Linked DNA regions of Mus musculus: regions 2, 3 and 4 are each linked to region 1. Evidence: chromatin contacts called from public HiChIP or PLAC-seq and promoter capture Hi-C data. All regions are on one chromosome and are shown on one strand. The core of a region is the stretch at or near the end of the contact, and the rest is flanking DNA. Distances in the headings are between cores, read along the strand shown.

Region 1 (2,749 bases), core at 102-2,601:
ACTTCCAGAGTTACTTATAGAACCTGCTACATCATAGGGCAACCTCAAGATGCTTCTACATTTACAAAGTTGTGTAAGGGGTCCAGGTTGTGCAACACTCACCACTGAAATCAGACTCTAGTGTATTAATAGTTTTAACACCTAAATAAGCTTTACGTTTATTATTAGATTCGAAATATGGCCCAAATCGCAGGTATTCAAAGTATTTCATGAACAGCTTGCTTATTTGCTTCAGAAACTTATGAGGATGCTATTTTTAAGTGGGAACTTTTTTTTCCTTTTTTTTTTTGCTACAAATGTACACGAGGTCACCTGAAAATTAACAGTTGTGATCCTGGACTTGACAAAACCGAAAAAAAAGAAAAAAAAATCAGTAGTAAGTCAGCATACCCACAGTATGCTCACACCCAGCCCACTGACCTGCCTTGCATTACTATCAAGTCAAATAATGCCAGCATACACGTGGCAAAAGTCGCCAGAGCTCAATGGTGCTTTAATGATCCCGAGAAGAATTGCCCTGCCATCGAGTCATGTGATCTCACTTATTCGGACTTGGAGATTGAGGATATTTCCAAAAAAATTTAGGTTTTTTTCTTTTCCTTTTTTAATTTTTTTTTTTCCTCCCCAAAAGGCTGTCCCACTTCAGGGTGCGCCTTGCCAGGGCCTAGACGGAAGCGTGCAGGTCGGGGAGGTGGGACCAGGGAGAAAAATCTGGACCGGGGCCCGTCACGCTCCAATTCGTTCGACTTCCCTCTCTCTCCCCGGGCCGCGGAGACAGTCGAGGCGGGGGCCCCCCGGGGACGGCCGTGCTGCTGTCACACTCTCCGGGAAGTGGCAAACGGCTGCCGCGGGCCTGGCTGCAGCGGGCCCGGGCGGAGCAGGGAAGGAAGGCCCAGGCAGGCCGCGGCCGCTCGCAGCGCCCACGTCACCAGCGCCAGCACTGCGGAAATGGAGCGGCGGCCAGGGGACCGAGGGAGGATGGGAGGAAGGGAGGCGCTGCGCCCCCGACCCGCGCCGCTCGGCGCCGCCGCCGCCGTTTGCCCCGCCTGCCCGCCCCGGTCGCCCCCGGCCCGCCGCCGGCCTCACCTGTGTCGCCGATGATGATGTACTTGAAGAGATAGGCGTACGCCATGGCCGCGGCCGCTCCGTGCCAGGCTCACGGCTCCTCCTCCCGCTGTGCGCCTCCTCCGCGCCCTCACCGGCGCCGCTCGGCCGCGAACCCGGGCCCCGCCCGCCGTCGGTCGCCGTCAGAGCCAGCAGCAAAGGCCGAGGGGCAGCGGGACGAACTGACAGCGCCGAGCGCGGAGCACAGCGGCCCAGCCCTTCGGAACAATAACAGCCGCGGCGCCTCCGCCCCGCCTCCGCGCCGACCCGGAAGTGCTGCCGCCGCCTGCGCCGCCGGAGGAGAGGGGAGGAGCCGCGGCCGCGCCCTCCGGTCGGAGTCCCGCCTACCCCGGAGCCCCGCCTACCAGGCCGGGGCTCGGGGAGTCGCGAGGAAACGGAGCCTGCTAGGTTCAGTCGCCGCCCTCTCTCTCTCTCTGTGTGTGTGTGTGTGTGTGTGTGTGTGTGTGTGTGTGTGTGTGTGTGTGTGTAATCGTGGTATGTCCCTATAATGCTGTTATGTCGCTCTTAAAAAGATGTAAAAAAAAACCCAACTGTATAAATATTGAAGTAAATATACATTTGCATGCTGTTTATCAGACCAGGATTCTAAGTGCAATGTTGTGTATAGGTGTAATGTGTACAATATATGGCTTAATCATGTTTTGTGTATGTATTGTACGAAAAACTGAAATAAATACAGAAGCAACATGAAAGGAAATACCTGGTATGACATGATGGAATTAGTAAAAAACATATGTGTGTGCATGCAGTTTGAAGGTACTTTTGCCTTTGAATATATTCTGTATATATTGCCAGTGCTGCCAACTAGAGGCAAACCCAGTTCTTTAAAAGCCCAGATTTTAAAGAAGGTGGAGGACAGAGTTAGTTTACTATCTGAAACAGTTTTCTAGAGAGCCCACTTACAAGAAAGTGACTATCAAAAGGACAAAGGTTACTACAAGTAAGCCATGCATTTATAATCTCAGCACTTGGGAGATAGAGGCAGGAGGATCAGGAATTCTGGGTCATTCTTTACAACACTGAGGGGTCAAGCATGAGACCCTATCTAAAAAAAAGTGTGTCCCCAAAATGTACAGATAAAAGCACTTGCCATGCAAGCCTGTCTTGAGTTCATTCTCTGGAAACCACAATAGAAGGAGAAACACACACACAAAGTGAGAGAGACAGAGAAACAGAGAGAATATAGCAGAATGATGTTCGTGGATCTGTTCAGGAAATTTAAGAGTTGTGTAAGGAAGCTGATTTAATGCTTCCATCTCTCTTCTGTTGCTGGAGGAGGAATGAGTGGGCTTTTGTGGCTTTCGTGGCCAGCCTCCTGCTGACTGTCATCCCTTCCCTTGGGAATCAACCATTCTGTGATTATAGTTGATGGTACCATGCTAGGATGACTGAAGTTGGTTGCTACTTCATTTGCACAACTGACAAGCAGGACCTCACTAGGTTTTTCTTCATTACTAGGGAGGTGGTTTGCTAAAGGCTCAGGAACTTGATGTGAAAAGCAACTGAAAAAAATGGGGTTCACTGGTCTTTGGGACCTTCCCCGGGTGCTTCAGGCTTGAGGCTGTTTTGCCTAAGGGACTTCACTCAAGTCATCTTTTCTGGGTGTCTGTTCAGAAACTCGGGT
Region 2 (2,816 bases), core at 317-2,816, 550 kb before region 1:
ATTGTGTTACCGAAACGGTAATAAACCTGGATGAGGCACAGGAGACTCAAGACCTTGGCACATTTTCACCTAGACCGAGTCACAGCCCTGGACCTCAGTTAGGAAATATCAATAACTTCCGAAAAGTGGATTGCAGTCCAGCGTTATTTCCAGCTGTCAACACCTCGAGAACTGAAGGGAACGGCCAGGGAACTGAGATATGAAAATAAAAGGAAAAAAAAATCACATGGAGTTCGTTTCATGCCACCTCTCACATGTCCCTCCAACCTCATCTGAGTGCCCTTCCCCAACTGAGGAAAACATAAATAGTCAAAGCAGAGGGGGGTTCTTTTATTTCATCGGTAAAGACATGGGGACAGTGAGATTATAAATTCCAGAAGCATTCATTCCACTGTCCCAAAGACCACTTTCCATCCTATGCTTACATTCGATAATCTAACCCAGATGGTTTGAGTTTTTCCCCAAGAGCTTATTTCAGAGAAATACTAAGTTGGAGTGTGGCACGGCTTTCAGTCTTAGACACATCTTTCTCCTTATCTTCCTCTTCACGAGCGCCGGCCGGAAGATTCTCAAAGTGAATCTAATCCTGTTACTAAGCTGATTTTTCAGACTTCGTGTTAACATAGCGACATCATACACCAGTGCGGTGACTATCATCATACCAAAGTGCACGCTGGCCTCCAGGTTCACTGAGTACTGGTGGTGACTCTTCTCAGCTCTCTGACCCCGCCCCCTACCCTAAATTTCTCCAACTTCCCTTCCCCCAGCCTCTGGTTCTTATAGCGCCCAGCCATTTCACCCATCCACTCCCTTGGCCCTCCTCTCTCCCCGCCCCCCTCTCTCCTCTAATGCCCTGTTTCAGCCTACTGGGCGTGTTTGGACCCCGCTTTCTCTCCTTGCTCTGGACTCTCTTCCAGTGCCTCTGGCTGTGCTCTCTCTCACATCTTCAATAAACAAACTTTCCCCGCAACCATACCTTAGAGCGCCACCTCCTCACTTTATACCCTAAGGTGAGATTTTGCTTCTCAATTGGCATTTTATTTTAAAATGCATTTATGCAATCCCCAAATGCTTTGAACTCTTTAAAAAATACTCGGGAACAACACACCAAGTTGAGAACAGGGAAAGCTCAAAAACACACAGAAAGGGCCTCCAGACTAGACACTGTTCATTCGCACTATTTCCTTAGCACCCAAGGCAAGGGAGGGAATCACTGGGTTCAAAGTGCCCTCCACACTTGCTCCATGTGTGATTAGAGAAAAAATTTGCCCAGTTTCAGGATGATGAATTAAACGTTATAAAGTTTCCCTCTGATTCACACAGTTTGCATGTTCCAGACTCTTAGAAAACCCAATAAAGATGGTCGTAAAAATAGATGAAAGTGGAAACTAGAAATTTCCACACTTCCTGATCACAGTGCTGACATGTGACCACACCTGGCCTCCTGCCCTGCATTGATCACCAAACTTGGCAGATAAACAAACACTCGAAATAACCAAGTGTCCTCAACCACATTGGCCCCAATTTAGCAAATAGAGGTACCGACTAAGCCCTTCCCATGTCACAGAGCCAGACAGTTAGTTCTGCCCTAACTGTCAAGGTCATAGAGACAGCTTAGCCCAGCACACTGCAGAATGCAGAACAAATACAGCTCCCAATTCCCACTGCCGGCACAACACAGCTGCCTTTCATCTAAGTCTTCACGTGCCCCTGGTTGCTACCGCCAGATCCACCAGCCAGCCAGCCCTGGAGATCGCCTTGGAGACTGTCTTGGAGAAGCCGCCCCGGGTTTCTGCTTACTTTAGATCAGCCCTCCCTGAGGCTTCCCCAGCCACCTTCTTAAGACAATAGGACAGCGGGAGAGGTAAGGTCAGCTCAGTCCATCATAAGAACACAAAAGCTGCCCAAGGAGTTAGGGCGCCATCCTGCCCACTGCATGGCAACGGAAGAGTTCTCACATTACAGGCTTGCAGAGCAGCCGGCCCACTGAACTCCCTCCCTCAGGTCCTAGCAGATGGCTCCAGTGTGGCCTTGGCTCTGCTCACACTAACCCTGAGTTCTGTGGTCCAGTCAACAACAGAGCATGTCCTCTCTCCTCGAACATGATGCATGGGTAAAGCCTCCAGCCAAGCATTGAGCTGATGAGAACTCAGGAGTAGTTTATTGATACAGATTGCAAGCAAAGTAGATCACCTTGTCTGTAGGTGAAGGCTTCCCCAGACTCCATAATACATTTTGGGTGAACACTTCAAGAATAAGATGAAGAATATAAAATAGCGTAGTGTCCTAGCTTTGAAACAAAGCATATTATCACACCTAGGGAGACACAGGTCGCCTGTAGAGAGAGAAAGGCAGGGTAGGAATAGACCACTGTCAATAGGGGGAGAAACGGACTGAAGTTTTGGTGTAGGGCCCTTGGCCTCTTTCCAATGAAACGTATTAAAAGCAGTATCAGGAATGGGACAGCCGGGGCTGCAGGCGTGACTCGTTCTCCTGACAAATAGCCACCCAAACAGTTGGCAAGGTGCCCCGCTCCACCTCTCTTCGCCATCTCACCACGTGTAAGCATCTGGCGTATCCATCACCTTCTCCAGAGCATGAATGAGTCCTTAGAATGTAGATAATTTAGCTGAAATATATGTGTGTATTATCATGCAGATAAGACAATTATTTCGTAATAGACAAGGAGCCTGAATCATCTCTGCTGACTTTTGATCCTGACAGCGTGGCAGAAAAGCACACGCTGATATGTTAGATGGCCAGGAAATGGAGGCACAGCCGGAGAGAGAGATTGCAAGACACTGGGCATCGGCTAA
Region 3 (2,700 bases), core at 191-2,690, 600 kb before region 1:
GGAGGAAAGGAGAGGAAAAGGAGGGGCTAATGGAGAATGGGGCTCACACTATGCAGGACCCAAAGGGGGCAGATGCTTTGGGTCCATTTTATGTCAGATGCATCTGTACCCACCTGGAACAGGTATTATTGTTAGTCCCATCTGGATGAGTTCAAATGAACTCAAACCGAGCACAAGTCTGGATTGTTTCCCTCAGTAACACAGAGGGCAGCACCTGGCTCAACAGATAATGATCTCATTCTGCCACTAGCCCCTTCATATGAATATTATAACAGAAATATTCTTGAGCTGTTTTGACTCAAAGGGGGAAAAAAAAAACAGGGTGAATATTTCGTAAATACAGGTTGGGCTGCTAGATGAGTTGCAAACATTTGCTTCGACTGTATCTATCCAGCAAAATGCATCGCTTCTCACAGGGTCATGTAACACGCAGCTGCCTGCCCAAATCGCCCAGCTATAGGCATGACTATTACACAAGAGGGCTTTCATTTACACAGGCCCAGGAGCGATCGGATAGAGGAAAGAATCAATACCGTCTGTAGAGAAATAAATCGCACTGGAAACGGGGAAGCAGGGGCTGTTTGTGTGGCAGCCAGGAATCCTCTACCAAAGACGCCATGATTTAATCTGCTGAAGAGCTTCCGGGGAAGGCTGGGGCCCACCCTTCCCTGCAGCTCTGCTTGGAGACCCTCTCAGGTTCCTGCAAAGCGCCCTTTTGACAGCCTGAGCTCAGAGTGGACTTCGCTGCCACCAAAGCCACTAGGTGAAAATCACAAAACAAAAACAAAAACAAAAACAAAAACAAAAACAAAAACAAAAACAAAACCCTGCTCGGCATCACTGCTGGTGCTTCTGAAAGCAGTATGAAAGAGATTCCTGCGACCAGCGAGCTTGCCCGCAGCCCTCACTTCACCACCTTCAGCTCCTTTCATTATTCTGTGAGCTGACTTGCCTTCTGCCTGGCCACACACAGCCTTGCTGGAGATGTGCCTGCTTCCTCGGTATTGCTATCCAGGACAATTGCATCCTTGGCCTGCGTCACAGGTCCCAGATCCCAGCCCCTCGGCCCTGAAGGCTCAGCCTTGGCCTGCCCTGCACCCCTGCCCCTGATGACGGCGCCCCCACGTGTGATTCTTGAGGATTTGGTGGTAAATGAGTTCACTGTCTCCTGCATTTTCACAAAATCCTTCTGAAGCTGGAAGAATGTGTCATCGACTGATAAAAATGCTAAATGACAACTCATTTTCATTTTGCAGAACAGAATTGTTTAATATTTCATTTCTATCACCTGCTCATTTTAGGGCAGCCCACACATGACAGGAAGGGCTCCCCGGAGAATTGCTTAAAAGGTTAAAGCTTCCGACAAGCAGCCATCCTGAGGCTCTGCTTCCCGGCGGTCGCGCGCCCAAGTCCGCCTTCGTTGATGTCTCAATGCTGCCCTCTGCTGGCGAGTGGAGCACCGGCATAGCCTGGAAATGAGACACTGAGAAGCCACAGGAGCCCAGCGGGGCTGTGAGAAGCGTGGAACACATGAAGTTTTCTACCTCCTCCAAGGGCATCCCGACCTCTTCTGAGGGTCTTTCAACTGCTCTTTCGCCAGCATGGATTCCTCTGCCAATTTTCAAGTTGTCTGCACACCAATAATGGCGAGAAGCCATGTGTCCAAAGGCTTTCCTCCCTGAAGGACTGATGGATGTTGAAGATGCCTGACAAGGTCAAATGAGGTCAAGTTGAAAAGAGCGACAGTGCATAGGGTGGACAGGTCGGATCTGAGGATAAAATACAAACGTATGCCACCAGCCACAAGCCCCATAAAATCCTCACAATGGGAACCCAATCCCTCTACTCAGCTAGCCCAACCCACATCACTCCAGCAGTCTTTCTTTTCCAGGTTTCAATTATCTGTCCTCACCCACGTTCTGAAAATGTTACGTGGAAAGTTCCATACATAAGTAAGTTGTACGTTTTGTATTGAATGCTATTCTAAGTGGGGCAATGACACTTCACAGTATCCAGTCCCTTCCTATCTGGAATGAGAATCGAACCTTTGTTCTCTGTATCCACACTATATAGGCTACCTTCCCGTTACTCACGTGACCCTCAGCTCGCTTATTGAGGTATCACAAAGTTTGTGCTCAGTAAACCAAATTTACTTGTACAACAACCCCTTCGAGCAAGACAGGCAATGCTAGGAATTTAGGCGTGCCAAAGACAAGTTGGAAAGTGCTTTTGATAAATGGGAAGGTGCTATAATAATAAGCTTAATAAGAAAAGAACAAAACGTCTAGTAACATTGTTAAGATCTACACTTTCAGAAAGACATTTAGAAAACAAGAGAAAATGACTATTAACGTTTGTTGTAATTTTCTGTCTTACTGCTCTCGTTAACCTTTTCCTGAACCTTGTTGTAGGTTAATTTATAGATTTAACTTACTAATTTATAAGTTAAATTTTGACCTAGGTGTGTATATGTAGAAATATATTAAATATACCTAAGGATATATGTATCAGTAGGATGAATAGTTTCAGGCTTCCTCTGAGGGTCTTAGAATGTGCCCTTCATGATTAAAGGGTATACTATCTTCTCTCTGCCTCCACTGGAGCTGGCCTGGGGGAAGGTCTCAGCAACCCTCCCTCTCCATTCCATGTCCAATCATAGCCACATCTGGTAGCTGCCAGGCATCCCAGCCTTCAGTCCTG
Region 4 (2,866 bases), core at 151-2,650, 570 kb before region 1:
CCGAGAAAGATGGGGAGGAGACAGATACTAAACAGACAGACACCTTGAGATTAAAATGGACTGCAGTAGAGTTCTGTGGAGCCATCTTATACTAGAATTACAAGATCAACAGTAATGCATGGCTCAGAAAAGTTTGAGTCAGACACCATCACTTTCATAGGAAAGGAGAAACTTAGTTGGAGTCTATTTATCAGCTAACATTGCAAATTTCATTGTACTAAATATTGGGCAGAGGAACTTATTCTGTATTGTTGCCTGATAAATCCCAAATGCCTGAAAGAGTGCTTCCTTTAGACCCTCAATGCCTACTCAACGAATGACTTAGATTCCAGCATGTAAGGCAAAAGAACGTAAAAATCGCTGCTTCACAACGAGGCTCAACGCAAAGGACAAGCTAAGGCGTTAAACTCCGGAGAATGGGAAGATGCTACAAAGATGTTCACGGAACACTCCTGCTTGAGTCCCCTGCTAGAATTTTGGCACCAAGTCACATCATTGGAAAAATGGGGATTGCAAACAAAGGGTAGACTTGTCTTCAAAGAAAATGCCCCACCCTCTCTGGTTTGGACTTTGCTACACTTTGTTTGTGTGCCTCCAAACTCACGTGTTGAAACTAGGCCCCAAGGTAATGACATTGGGGCAGGGCCTTTAGAATGTGAGATCAAGTAGGGGCAACCACCAAGAGCATGGCTAGTGTCCTTCCAAAAGAGGGTGGAAAGATGCCATCACTTCCACCAGGAGAAAAACACTCAGTCTCTGAGCGGTGAGCCGTCATCAGACACAGATACCTCCAGTGTCTTGATGCAGGACTTCCGAGACTTCCGATTTTACGAGCAATGATTTCTGACGTTCGCCAATTACTCAGCAAGGATATTTTGTATAAGCAGCCCAAAGCACCTGAGTCTTCCTAGACTAAGAACCAAATGATAAAATTTAATTTGGTTTGGAAGGGGGGGAAAAAAAGCTCCCTGACAACAATCCTGTCTAATCTTCAGACTGTAACTTGCTAGTCTGTAACTTGAGTTCTGAATTGCCTTCATTTGTATCTGCACTGCTTTATGGAAATAACAGAGTTAGCAGTAGTGCCCAAAGCCCAGCAGGACAATTTCTAAGAGAAGATACTCCCCCTGATTTCAGGGGACATCCGAGGTCCCTTTCTCTGAAATGAGTGTCAGTTGTGGCCTGAGCCTTCCTGCCTGGCGTGTTATCACAGGTAACCGTGCAATCACAAGCCAGCTTGTCACCCGTTCCTTCCAATGAGCCCTGGGAACCTGGCCTTCTGCTCAGCAACGGGCTTCCAAACCCCAAAGCCTGTCTTTTCTTCTCAGTGTAATGGAGAGGCCCAGAGAGCAGAGAGGCGTTGATGCTTATCTCCGAGCTCCACAGTACCTGGAGGCCTAGCCAAGTAAACTTCCACGGCCGAGTCTCTGAAGAATAGAGACGAACGGAACCCAGCTGTCCCTGTGGGTTTCCGTCCAAGCCATCTGCACCCGAGCTGCTTGTCATCCTGCCTGGAGCTCAGAGCTGCCACCCTCCGACGCCTACTCAGGTTCTGGCACCTGCTTCCTGGTCTAATGCACAGGCCTGAGCGCAGAGCTCTTTGTCCAGGTGTCCAATCCTCCTCCGGTACGGCCTTTTGTGCCTTCCAAACCACACCTCTACCTTCTGAAGTTAAGCCCTTTCTAAATATTTTGTTCTCTTTCCCACCTTTTCGGTTTTATCAGAGATCTTTCTCCTGGCTATTCAAGCACTAGCCACCCCACCCCCCCCCCGCGCGCCCCCATGGTGGTGCCTACACGTTGTTGGGATTATGTTATTTTTTCAGCGAGTATTTATGCCCCAGTCTTACTGTTTGTCAGTCCTGGTATTGACTTCATGTTTGAATATAGTTCAACAAGACAAACCCTAACCAAGAGCCCTCAATGCTCCCGCTAGAGCACTCATCTGCTCAACTGCTGAAGGGAGGGGCGTAAGAAGCGAGGAGAGACAGGACAAATGGTGCCAGCATCTAACACTGGCTCAGCAAGCCAAGGCCAGCTCACCTGCAGGAACTGCAACAGGATCAGGAAAGCATCCTAGACCCCAGGTGCAAGGAAGTAAAACTCAAAGTGGAGAAATAATTGCGTTTAGGTTGCTGTGGGTCATACACCACAGCTGCCCTTTGTGCTTTGGCCTATCCTGTCGTCCTGTAGTTGCTGATCCCAAAGTGTTTGGAGTTTGAAGATCTCTCTCTCCCCACTCCCTCCCCCTCTCCCTCCACCCCTCCTCTTTGGGACATTCTACATGAAAATGGTTATTTTTAATATTAAGAAAATGTATTCAAAAGTAAATAGAGTGGGCCTAGAGAGCTTACTCCGTGGTCAAGAACACATACTGCTCTTACAAAGGACCCAGATTCCATTCACAGAAGCTCCCAACCACTTGTAACTCTAACTCCAGCTCCAGGGGATCGAACCCCATCTTCTGACCTCCAAGGGCATATTCAGTTGGGTGCAGACAGACAGACAGACACACACACACACATGTGCTCTCTCTCTCTCTTCCTCACTCTCTTTCTTAAAAAAATAAGCTAAATCTTTGTTTTGTTTTTCTTTGTTTGTCTTGAATTTTTATCTTGGTTCTTCTTGTCATTTTTGTTTTGTTTGAAGCAGGGTGGCACTGCATAACCCTTGGCTGACTTGAAACTTTCTATTTAGAGCAGGCTTGTCTTAAACTTACAGAAATCTGTGTGCCTCTGCCTCCCAAGCACCGGGATTAAAGGTATTTATTATATATTTACGAATATACACAGAGCAACAGCAACTATTAAAGAAAAAAAAGAGGCTATAAATTTGACAGAAAGTGGGATGGGTGTGTGTGTAGAAGG

Evidence for each region. Promoter capture Hi-C pulls out the DNA fragments that hold promoters and counts their contacts. HiChIP or PLAC-seq counts read pairs in DNA pulled down with a chosen protein or histone mark.
Region 2: an HNF4G HiChIP or PLAC-seq map of pancreatic cancer cells shows a contact between it and region 1. The contact joins the enhancer-like site here to the promoter of Rab2a in region 1. A contact is called at or near these places in 18 of 39 promoter capture datasets (the 3T3-L1 cell line, 3T3-L1-derived adipocytes, the C10 cell line and 12 more), 3 of 484 Hi-C or Micro-C datasets (LSK cells, adipose-derived mesenchymal stem cells and cerebral cortex), 10 of 115 datasets of contacts at active chromatin or transcription factors (acute myeloid leukemia, bone marrow-derived macrophages, cardiomyocytes and 6 more) and 3 of 9 other capture datasets (adipose tissue, liver and macrophages).
Region 3: an H3K4me3 HiChIP or PLAC-seq map of bone marrow-derived macrophages shows a contact between it and region 1, with 8 times the contacts expected there. The contact joins the enhancer-like site here to the promoter of Rab2a in region 1. A contact is called at or near these places in 22 of 39 promoter capture datasets (the 3T3-L1 cell line, the C10 cell line, the HPC-7 cell line and 14 more), 1 of 15 datasets of contacts at CTCF or cohesin (large pre-B cells), 1 of 484 Hi-C or Micro-C datasets (rod photoreceptor), 6 of 115 datasets of contacts at active chromatin or transcription factors (acute myeloid leukemia, bone marrow-derived macrophages, embryonic basal ganglia and 2 more) and 2 of 9 other capture datasets (adipose tissue and liver).
Region 4: a promoter capture Hi-C map of hippocampal neurons shows a contact between it and region 1, with 5 times the contacts expected there. The contact joins the enhancer-like site here to the promoter of Rab2a in region 1. A contact is called at or near these places in 19 of 39 promoter capture datasets (the 3T3-L1 cell line, 3T3-L1-derived adipocytes, the C10 cell line and 13 more), 4 of 484 Hi-C or Micro-C datasets (LSK cells, adipose-derived mesenchymal stem cells, bone marrow-derived macrophages and 1 more), 18 of 115 datasets of contacts at active chromatin or transcription factors (the 230-238 cell line, the SCID.adh cell line, acute myeloid leukemia and 14 more) and 3 of 9 other capture datasets (adipose tissue, liver and macrophages).

What each region holds. Positions count from the first base shown.
Region 1 is chr4:8,534,246-8,536,994 of GRCm38.p6, reverse strand. It overlaps Rab2a (RAB2A, member RAS oncogene family), which reads right to left and starts at 1,351. Exons shown (of 8, transcript NM_021518.3): 1 at 1,087-1,351. The coding sequence starts at 1,132.
Region 2 is chr4:9,080,976-9,083,791 of GRCm38.p6, reverse strand. No RefSeq gene overlaps it. Among named protein-coding and RNA genes, the nearest start is that of Gm50597, 39 kb to the left of the region's middle. Within about 2 kb of position 1,566, at least 72 of the 459 cell types and tissues checked have an H3K27ac peak or open chromatin away from gene starts, as enhancers often do. A contact at or near this core is called in cerebral cortex, heart atrium, liver and 1 more, where this site is marked.
Region 3 is chr4:9,134,716-9,137,415 of GRCm38.p6, reverse strand. Gm50597 (a long non-coding RNA gene) reads right to left here. Exons shown (of 2, transcript XR_001784233.1): 2 at 1,243-1,706. It overlaps Gm34288 (a long non-coding RNA gene), which reads left to right. Exons shown (of 4, transcript XR_881105.2): 2 at 1,892-1,952. Among named protein-coding and RNA genes, the nearest start is that of Gm34288, 6.6 kb to the left of the region's middle. Within about 2 kb of position 1,440, at least 96 of the 459 cell types and tissues checked have an H3K27ac peak or open chromatin away from gene starts, as enhancers often do. A contact at or near this core is called in the HPC-7 cell line, bone marrow-derived macrophages, embryonic basal ganglia and 1 more, where this site is marked.
Region 4 is chr4:9,106,080-9,108,945 of GRCm38.p6, reverse strand. No RefSeq gene overlaps it. Among named protein-coding and RNA genes, the nearest start is that of Gm50597, 14 kb to the left of the region's middle. Within about 2 kb of position 1,400, at least 33 of the 459 cell types and tissues checked have an H3K27ac peak or open chromatin away from gene starts, as enhancers often do. A contact at or near this core is called in the SCID.adh cell line, acute myeloid leukemia, cerebral cortex and 1 more, where this site is marked.